2 separate regions of the Mus musculus genome follow, and region 2 is linked to region 1. Evidence: chromatin contacts called from public promoter capture Hi-C data. All regions are on one chromosome and are shown on one strand. The core of a region is the stretch at or near the end of the contact, and the rest is flanking DNA. Distances in the headings are between cores, read along the strand shown.

The links. Promoter capture Hi-C pulls out the DNA fragments that hold promoters and counts their contacts.
Region 2: a contact with region 1 is called in a promoter capture Hi-C map of hippocampal neurons, with 1.8 times the contacts expected there. The contact joins two enhancer-like sites. A contact is called at or near these places in 1 of 39 promoter capture datasets (hippocampal neurons) and 1 of 484 Hi-C or Micro-C datasets (spermatogonial stem cells).

Annotation. Positions count from the first base shown.
Region 1 is chr9:50,883,510-50,888,085 of GRCm38.p6, reverse strand. It overlaps Gm25558 (a small nuclear RNA gene), which reads right to left and starts at 134; the gene lies at 31-134. It also overlaps a transcript of Ppp2r1b not described here. Within about 2 kb of position 3,140, at least 49 of the 459 cell types and tissues checked have an H3K27ac peak or open chromatin away from gene starts, as enhancers often do. A contact at or near this core is called in hippocampal neurons, where this site is marked.
Region 2 is chr9:51,303,725-51,308,262 of GRCm38.p6, reverse strand. All of the region lies in intron 2 of 1810046K07Rik (RIKEN cDNA 1810046K07 gene), which reads left to right. Among named protein-coding and RNA genes, the nearest start is that of Gm39338, 7.0 kb to the left of the region's middle. Within about 2 kb of position 2,967, at least 19 of the 459 cell types and tissues checked have an H3K27ac peak or open chromatin away from gene starts, as enhancers often do. A contact at or near this core is called in hippocampal neurons, where this site is marked.

The DNA.
Region 1 (4,576 bases), core at 1,891-4,390:
TACCCACCCTCTTACCCTTCTGCCCTCCCATGATGTGCAGAGCACTGCATGAACTTGCATGTCATCCTTGTGTAGGGGCCATGCTAATCTCCCTGTATTGTTCCAGTGTTATGAACTGTTTTGCCTGAGCAAGCACTGTGCTGTGTCTGGGGCTATGTGCCACATAGGAAATCTCACAGACCACAGTTGTCCCACCTTGGGCTCAGTAAAGCATGGCTCTGCTCTTCCACTTTGGCTCCAGCCAAGAATTTCAAAGGCTAAACAGCTCTCGAGCAATGAATTTGATACATAGATTATTTTTGGGCAGAATCCAGAAAGAGGAAATAAATATGGGTCTTGAATGTAGCAGAGTGGATAGAACTTCACATCAAACGTGGAGCTGTCATCAGTGACACACCTATCCACAATCCAGGCACAGAGACGTGACCACAGATCCCTGAGCCTGAGGTCAGCCAGGCAGAGTGGGGAGCTTGCCCTGTCCTAAGGAGTCTGTTGGCTGAATTCCTCTGTATCTATGGTTACAGAGCCAGGGAGCCCTGCTCCCTCCCTTTGTATGTGCTTCTGATGGGATTTCCCAAGTACTGCTAGACTGATCTGAACTGGCAGTGAGGGGGTAAAACAAGCAAACACTTAAGTGGGTGAGTAACGACTGACTGCAGAGGCGCAGACTACCCTGGAGCCAAACCCCCAAAGCTGGCTGGGCAGAAAGGTCAGAAGATTCAAAGCCCAGAGAAAATGAGGCAGCTGAGTGTTGAACCTCTGGAGCTGAGTCACTCCCTCCACAGATAAGTTTTGAAAGCCTCTTACTCCGTCTTCCTCCTCCTTATTCCTCAAAGATGGAATAACAAAGCCTTGGCTGCCCAAGAGAGGGCCTGAGAATTCTGACCCCCAAGACACCCCACCAAGCTGATGGGATGGGTTCAGCTGAGCTATGAGGATGGCAAAGCACACCATGCAAGGGACCCAGCTCATTGCCTGTGCCTCACCTGAGACCCACTGGAACTACAAGTCACCACAGAAACCCAGAAGTTTACTCATCAAAGTGAAGGCCAAAGGGCAGGCAGGCAGTCAGAAGGGTACCAGGAAATGAAGAGAGAGGCTGGCTCCCCAGTCCAAACCAGTGGGTAGCTAGACAGGCACTACAGGTGAGTAGTACCACTCCGTCCTGTCAGATAGCACAGGAGGCAGCAACAAATCTGAACTCAATCCTTAGTCCCTAGACCTGCCACTAACCTATGCAGGTCACTCTAAGGGCTCACTGTCCCCACCCGTGATGGGAGCAGCCTGACTCAGCACCTCCCTTTAACATGGAAACATTATGATTGGACCAACTCCCCTTGACCACTTGCCACTACTCTGTCTGACACTAGGCTAGGAAATGGCTATGCAGGTGCCTGTGAAGTCTCTTCTCACTAACTGAAAGGTGATTACCCTCACTGGTAACTCAGTCCTGAGATCTCTGAATTTTTGGCAGTGAGTTCTGGGTAACACTGGTCATGAGTGCCACAACTTAAGTCCAGCCCTAAGAATCTGAGGGTTCATCTTCACTGTCTCCTTGACTGGATTTGGAATCATGGGGGAAATACTCTGCATCTGTCTGTGAGGAAGTTTCCAGAAGTGTTTAAGTATGGAGGAAGCATCCTGAAGGTGGGTGGCCACACCATAGGTAGGTGTCTTAGATAAAGAAAATGAGAAAAGAAAGCCAAGTAGACGATCAGCATTCATCTGATCTGACCAGACACAGTGTGACTATCCACCATGGACTGTCCCCTCAAGCTGTGAGCCAGGTGGCTTTGGTCAGATTTTTTTGTCACAGTAACAAGGCCTATCTAGGCAGCTTTTTCCTCCCCATCTTTGAAGTAATTAAACTCATGGGTGTAGAGGGCCTGGGGGAGTCTTTCTGCACAGACAGGTCTCAGTCCTCAGGGAACCACAGGAGACCAGAGCCTAGGGAGGGACCTGCTCTAGCTGGGCTGTGATCCCTTTACTTCTGTCCCTGCTTCTGACCTCTCAGTAGCCTGTGGGACACAACTCCCTTAGCTGGAGTGCTCTGGAGACGATCACACATCATGTGCAGCAGTCCTCTGACTGGACTGGGGACTCCTGGATTCTAGTCTTTTAGGGTTCAAGACATCCTCTGGCCAGGCAGTTAGGCTCTTAAAGCCCTACCCTTCAAGCACCCAGAGCTAGGCTCCTCAGAGTTGCCCTTCACATCTTCTGGCAGCCCTGGTACCTCTTAGTCTGAGGAATAAACCAACTGCCTACCAGAACATCTCAGGTCACCAGCAAGTGCTGGCTTAGATCCCAGAGGAGACAAATGCCAGAAGACACAGACCAGAGACCTTAGGGGCCCAGAAATTAAGTGGCAGAAAGGGAAAAGAGCAATAAAAAGCATCTGTAGAAGCGAGGGTGGGGGAGCCAGGGGCAGGGAGCTCTTAGCTGAGACTCCATGCAGGGACTGTGTCTGTCCAGGACAGACTGTCCAGGGAGATAGAAGAGGAAGAAGAGTGTGGATTGTCAAGCCAGCGTCTGCACCCAGGATTTATGGATGTTGCGCTTGGTTTGAGTCTCCAAACCTGGGCTCAGGGAGACTGAATGTCCCTCACAGCTGCTCCTTCCTGCAACAACAAGACTGACGTCACTGTTGTCAGGGAAATCGTGTTTTGATTAAAATCACATGACAGCTACTTCATGATTCAATAAACAAATCCACTGTTAACTCTTGCCTGACAGCCTTGCCAGCAGCTGTGGTCAGAGGGCAACCTCTACCCTGGAGAGCGTGGCTGTGCCACCCTAGAGGTAGCAGTGTGACCCGTGCCCGTGGTCCAGGCTGTTCCCTAGCAGGTCTTGCATTTGAGAACATGATTCATCAAGCACAAAGACCATGCAGACTTCAAGAGCCTCTCTCTCCATGGCACTGAAGCAACAACACCCACCTTTCACCAGGAGGAAGCCTGGGCTGCCTTCTTGGACGAAGCAGCAAGCACAGCCTTAAGACGTCAAATGATTCCCTTAGGGCTTTGAGACCAGTCAAGAAATAGGTTCCCAAAGTTCTCCGTATGAGGGCAAATCAGTGAGCTGGCCACACACCACAGAAAAGGGTTAAGAACAACTTCTGGTTTGCAACTGGATGACTTCCTGGCTCACTCACTTGGCTATAGGCCCCTGACATGAAACACTGCCCAGCAACAGCAAAAGTCCTTTCCATTTCAACCCCAGAGCATTTGTGAAACAAAAGCAAGGCAGGCACCCTGACTCACAGAGAAGGGGGTTTTGTGGATCAAATGAACTGCAGCCTCAGAGAAATAGCACAGCTGGCTTCTGGGGAAGGGTACCCAACCACCTGAAATGTGTCCAAGGTAAACATGTACTGCAAAGGTGTGTGGGTAAATGCTTGACGAGGTATGGCAGTAAAGCAAGCTCAAGAAATGACCACTAATGCTGTCCTCAGCTGGACAGAGTTCTTCAGAGCTGACCTAGTCAGCTGTGGCAGGGGACAGATGACCACTGAAGTGGTCAGGGCTAAGCTAAATGGCCCTAAGAATGTTGAAAAACAGAACAACTCCATTATCATTTAAGAAAGGTGTGGCTCAGGCCCCGAAGAATCCCAGCTCTTACAGCTCCGGCCACGTCTCTTTCAGTGAAATTGTACAAAGCAGTCGAAGGAACATGAAGGGCTGGCATCTCGGTGTCTGCCAGGCCTAGGCTGCTGAGACTTTGGAAGCAACACTTCCTCCCACCACACAGCACCCCTGGGACTGCCTGAACTGAGGCAGCTGGCAACTCAGGCAGGGAACAAGAGTGGGCTTGGCCACAGAAAGAAAAGTGTTCAGAACAGGAGACATTGCGTGGCCTCCATTGACATCAAGTGAAGAGCCCGGTAATTTAAAGACAGCCCCTTTTGTCTGTCAGTGGTTTAAGCATAAAATCTGCTGGAGTGGCTATGAGAGCACCAGCCTCTTGCAGTTACTGTATCTACCCTGACGTCAGCCCTAGGCAGTCCAGGCTCTCCATTCCTATTTAATTTAAATCATAACCGCCCTTCTCTCACTGGCCCCGGTGACTGCTGAACTAGGATTCTGCATCCCTTCTCCATGTGGTTGTAGGAAGCAAACTGGGCATGGAAACCATCAGGCATGGACTCTTCGTCCTGAAGGGAGACAACTCCCTAAACAGAACCAGCCCGGGAAGAAAGTTGACCAGCTCTTCCAGTCTACCCTTGTGTTACATGGGTCTCATCTCAGACTGTGGAAGATTTAAAAGACCTCAAGTCACAGATCTGGAAAAGACCACCACTCTCTACAAAGGGAGAACAGAGCAAGACTTTACAATACACTTCTCTAGAGCCAGGTATCTCGCCTGGGCAAGTGTGGTGGGAACTACTTCTCTGCCCACTTTGCTGTGACTCCCTATAGCAGCAGCAAGCTCTGCTGGCTACCCTCAGCCCCAGAAAGGACAGGGCTCTGGCCCCAAGTTCCAAGGGCACTTACCTTCCCAGTGTCCTCTCCAGGCCCTCGGGGTCTCAGGAAGAGATTCTTGTCAACCCCAGGGATGCTGGGCTCTTCACTGTCCTTCA
Region 2 (4,538 bases), core at 1,718-4,217, 420 kb before region 1:
TTCTCTAGTTCAATTTCCAAATCTGCTACTAACGCACAGTCCACGCTCGCTCGTCATCCCTCCCCCCCCCCACCCCGAGACCACCAGACCTCACGGGTCTCTCCCCAAACCCACCCAGTGTATGAGACCGCCTGGTCCAGAATCCACTCACGTCACACATGGACACTGAAGAAGCTTCCCTTCCATGCTCTTAAAACTCCACAAGCGTCCCTTCTCTTCAGAATCCCTAGGGCTCACACTAGCCACTTCTCTCTCTAATGTTCTCTTCTGCATGCTTACCCCCTTCAGCTTCTTGCGGCTACCACTCTGAATGGAGGGGTTGATGTGGCTGACTCCTACTTTTTCAAGCAGACAAAGAAACATGAACTGCATTCCCAGGATCAGCTCTGATTACTGAACATGCTTTCCCTCGAGACCCAGCCCTTGATGTGATCTTACTCCCAGGGTTGCACACATGAAAGAGCATTCCTTGTATTTTGATGTTTGATTAACATATATAAATTAATTGAACATAAGTTTCATTGTGACATTTTTAAACATGTATATATTTTGATCATATCCACCCTATTTTCTTCTCTTGTCTCCCTTTCCCTCCCATTTATTTCCCTCCTCTTCCCAATTAGTCTTCCTTCTTCTTTCATGTCTTTTCCTTTTTGAATGACTCAATGAGTCCCATTAGTGTTTCCTACAGGCATATAGGCGAGGGGTGGCCCGTAGGCACTTGGGCACCTTTTCAATGGTTAGACTACAAAGAAAATATCTCGTCTTCTCACCTACCAACTACTAATTGTATAGATTCACTAAGGTGTCCTCAAAGAAGAGATGGGACCCCTGTAAGCTCCTTCCTCCACAGTCTAGGATGTTGGGAGATCTGTGTGGGTCTTATGTAGACCTTGTGTGTGTGATCACATTGGATCCCGAAGAGTGTGACAGCCACTATTGGCCATGCCTGAAAGGCAGTGTTAGCAAATATAGAACTAGAGAGGGAGGAAGGCAGCATCCTTACACTGTACTTTCTCATGGAAATATGGGAAGAGATTGGAGGATGAAGACCACCAATGCTCTTATTCCCTGAGAGCCAATAGCAAAAGACAAATGGAATCCTTTTCTAATATGGAACTCTAATTTTAATCAAAATTACACACACACACACACACACACACACACACACACACACACACACAGCTTCTAAGCTTTGCAGTCTAACTCTGGTCACACTTTAGTAATTATACTGACTAGCAGTGGTGGCTGGAGGAAGCCATGCAAAGCGATTTTCAGAAGCTGCTTATCCACGTTTTAGAAGTGTGAAGTTGATCACATAAATTCACAGCTATGATCTAAGATCTAAGAATATAGCAATGTAAAAATGCCATTTGAGAGCCAGGCAGTGGTGGCGCATGCCTTTAATCCTAGCACTTGGGAGGCAGAGGCAGGCGGATTTCTGAGTTCAAGGCCAGCCTGGTCTACAAAGTGAGTTCCAGGAGAGCTAGGGCTATACAGAGAAACCCTGTCTCAAAAAAAAAAAAAAAAAACAGGAAAAAAATGCCATTTGAAATCAGGGGTTGTAAAGTTTCAGACAAAGTGACTCAAGCTCTGAAGGCATGAGTGTAAAAAAAAAAAAAAAAAAAAAAAAAAGTCAGTGACATGCTTTGACATACTCATGAGTGGCATGGATTTCCTAAAATTAACCATTAAACTTATTGTTCGCCTCTGCGACTCTCATAGTTGGAACCAATCCTATAATAGTTTTGGCTTCAGTAAGATTATCTTGTTTGCCTAAGGCACAATGAACTGTCACCACATGCTAATGTGTATTTAATAGTTTGCTACCGTTTGGGAGTTTTATGTTTTCTTATATTTTTATTTTTCCCCTGTGATTTTTTTCTTATATTTTGAGAAACACCTCATGGTTGTTTGGTTATTAAAGCCACTGAGAAAGCTTGAATTTTTAATACATTTACTTCATTTTACCTTACTATTTTTTTCTAAATTTCCCACAGAAAACAATCCATTTCTTATTTCCCATTAGTTTTCAAGTTCTTAATAGAGGGAATTCACATCTAATCGAAGAATATCTTCCCCAGACCTTTTCCTTGTTCTCAAGGCATGGTGGTTGGAAGGTTGCTCCTCAGCCTCGCTAAGGAAGTTCCTTCATGAGCCCAGAAATAATAATAATAACAGCAATAATAATAAATATTTCCTTTTTTAAAGATTTATTTATTTTTATTTATATGAATACACTGTAGCTGTCTTCAGACACATGCCAGAAGAATACACTGGACCCCATGACAGATGGTTGTGAGCCACCATGTGGTTGCTGGGAATTGAACTCAGTATCTCTGGAAGAGCAGTCAGTGCTCTTAACTGCTGAGCCATCTCTCCAGCCTGCCCACCTCCCAAAAACATAAAACAACATTTTCGTAGCACTGGATGCCTCATAAACGCAAAATGCCGTTGTTTGAATTTAGGGACACACATTCTATGGTTGCTCTTCATTTGAATGGACGCTTTATTTTCTAAGGCTTTCCAGACCGCCTATTGTCTGACTTTAATTAGCCCACTGTCCTGCCCTGTTTGGAGAACTGAACCACACTTCCTGAGTTTTCCGTGGTCCCCACCCAGCCACCTGCTCCTGCACAATTGCAGAAAATTTTTAAATAATAATAAGAGCAAGCCTTTCATAGGGAACTTATTTTCTCAGCTGTTCTATTGGTTCTGTGGAATTTTCTTTTTAAATGTCATGAAATTTAAAATCCTTCCTGGTGGAGAATTCTTTCATGCAGCTTGCAAAAATAATCAGGTTTTACAGCAAAACAACCCTGGCTGGTCCATCTGGTGGGGCTGCAGTTCTGCAATCTCTTCGCTGGCCAAAAGGCTTCCCAGTGGCTCCCCTTGCTCTAACCTAGCTGCATAAATACAAGCAGCATTTCAAAGGCACACCAAGAGCCAGGAGCATAAAAATATGTTTCATTTCGTAACTTAGGCAACAGCAATCACTTTCTCACAGACACAGCCTGGACATAATTTTGTGCCAAGCAGCAGAGCTGTTAAAATAAAATTTTTAAGAAACTGTCAAAAAATTGGAATTCTGTCATCGTGTGAGCTTTCCAAGGGACATAAAATAGCTCATGGCTCAGAAATTGAAGACATTTGGAATCATATTTTTTATCAAATGAGAAATTAACCATAAAGGTATAAAGATGACATCCATTTTAATATTAATAGTAATGTTGATTTAATATTAATTAGTTGCCTTAATTACAAAGGCAACCCATTGTGTAACTGCCAAAGAGAATACACAGTAGGAAGTATAAAGACTATACAGTAGATATCTGTGGAAGTCTCCCCACACTGTACCGCTAAGTTCAGTTTCACATACATTCTTACAGATGTTTGTTGCAACCATTGGATAGAACCTAAGTTGATACAACAGTTTAACTGACTTCAAATTGTACCACATATAGTTACACAGGTGATTACAAAGTAAATCTGTGTTTCCATAATAAGTTCCTTTCCCTCAGAATTTGAACATGGCTTTTGCTCTTCACTCCTCCTCTGTGCTTTTGAAAGCTTTAATCAATCATTCCTTCTACATATTCAATGATGTAGTCCCTACGGTTGCCTAGGTTACCAAGTGTGAAGACTCCCCACACAGAGTGAGGTTTCGTAAATATAAAGTAAGTGCTCATAAGGATGTTTCACCATTCATTCCTCAATGAAACATAATTACTGACCATAGGATCAGCCCTGCACAGTGCACCATTAAATTAGATCATGGAAGAATGTACGGGTCTTTCGATTTTGTAGTGTGGGATGGGGAGATGTGGTAGTCTCTCCATACACCAGTGTCAGTGTGAAAGTAGTCAATGGTGAGCAAAAGAGAAAAGGCCCTGGGAACTGTACAGTGGCCAGGACATGTGGCCAGAACAGCTCTCGGCACCTAGAGGCATGAATCAGCTATCCTCATACAGCTACTAGAAGGATGACAAACAGACGCAGACAGAGGTATCACCTGCCAGCCTCCTGACACTCTGCCAGACAGACCCTTATCATCAGGTCTCCACTGGACTTCCAGCAGCTGCCACTAGCTCTGCCAACAACTCCAGACCCATGGCTTCACCATCAGAGACCGTGTTCTAGAATAGCACTTTCATCGTGGCTACACCACAGAGACTCTAAAGACTCAATGCCCATTGGTGGACAAAGTCCAAGCCCTTAGCACAGCCCAATCCCTTTATAACTGAGCTCCTGTGTCTTCCTCAAGCTCCTCCCTCGTTGTCATTCCCTGTCTTTGCACTTCCTGTTTGCCTTCCCACCTCTCAGACACACTGTTGCAAACATCCCCAGCCTTGGTTTTCTCTTCAGTGGCACATCCTCCTCCAACCTGCTTGATGATTTCCTGTCATCTTTTCAGACTAGATTCGGGTACCGTCTATATGATGGTATACCAAGTCCCATTCTCACAAGACAGTCAGTCACCCCAACTCTCCTCTGTGTCCTCACTTCTCTATCTACACCAAGTTGTGATGAAACAGATC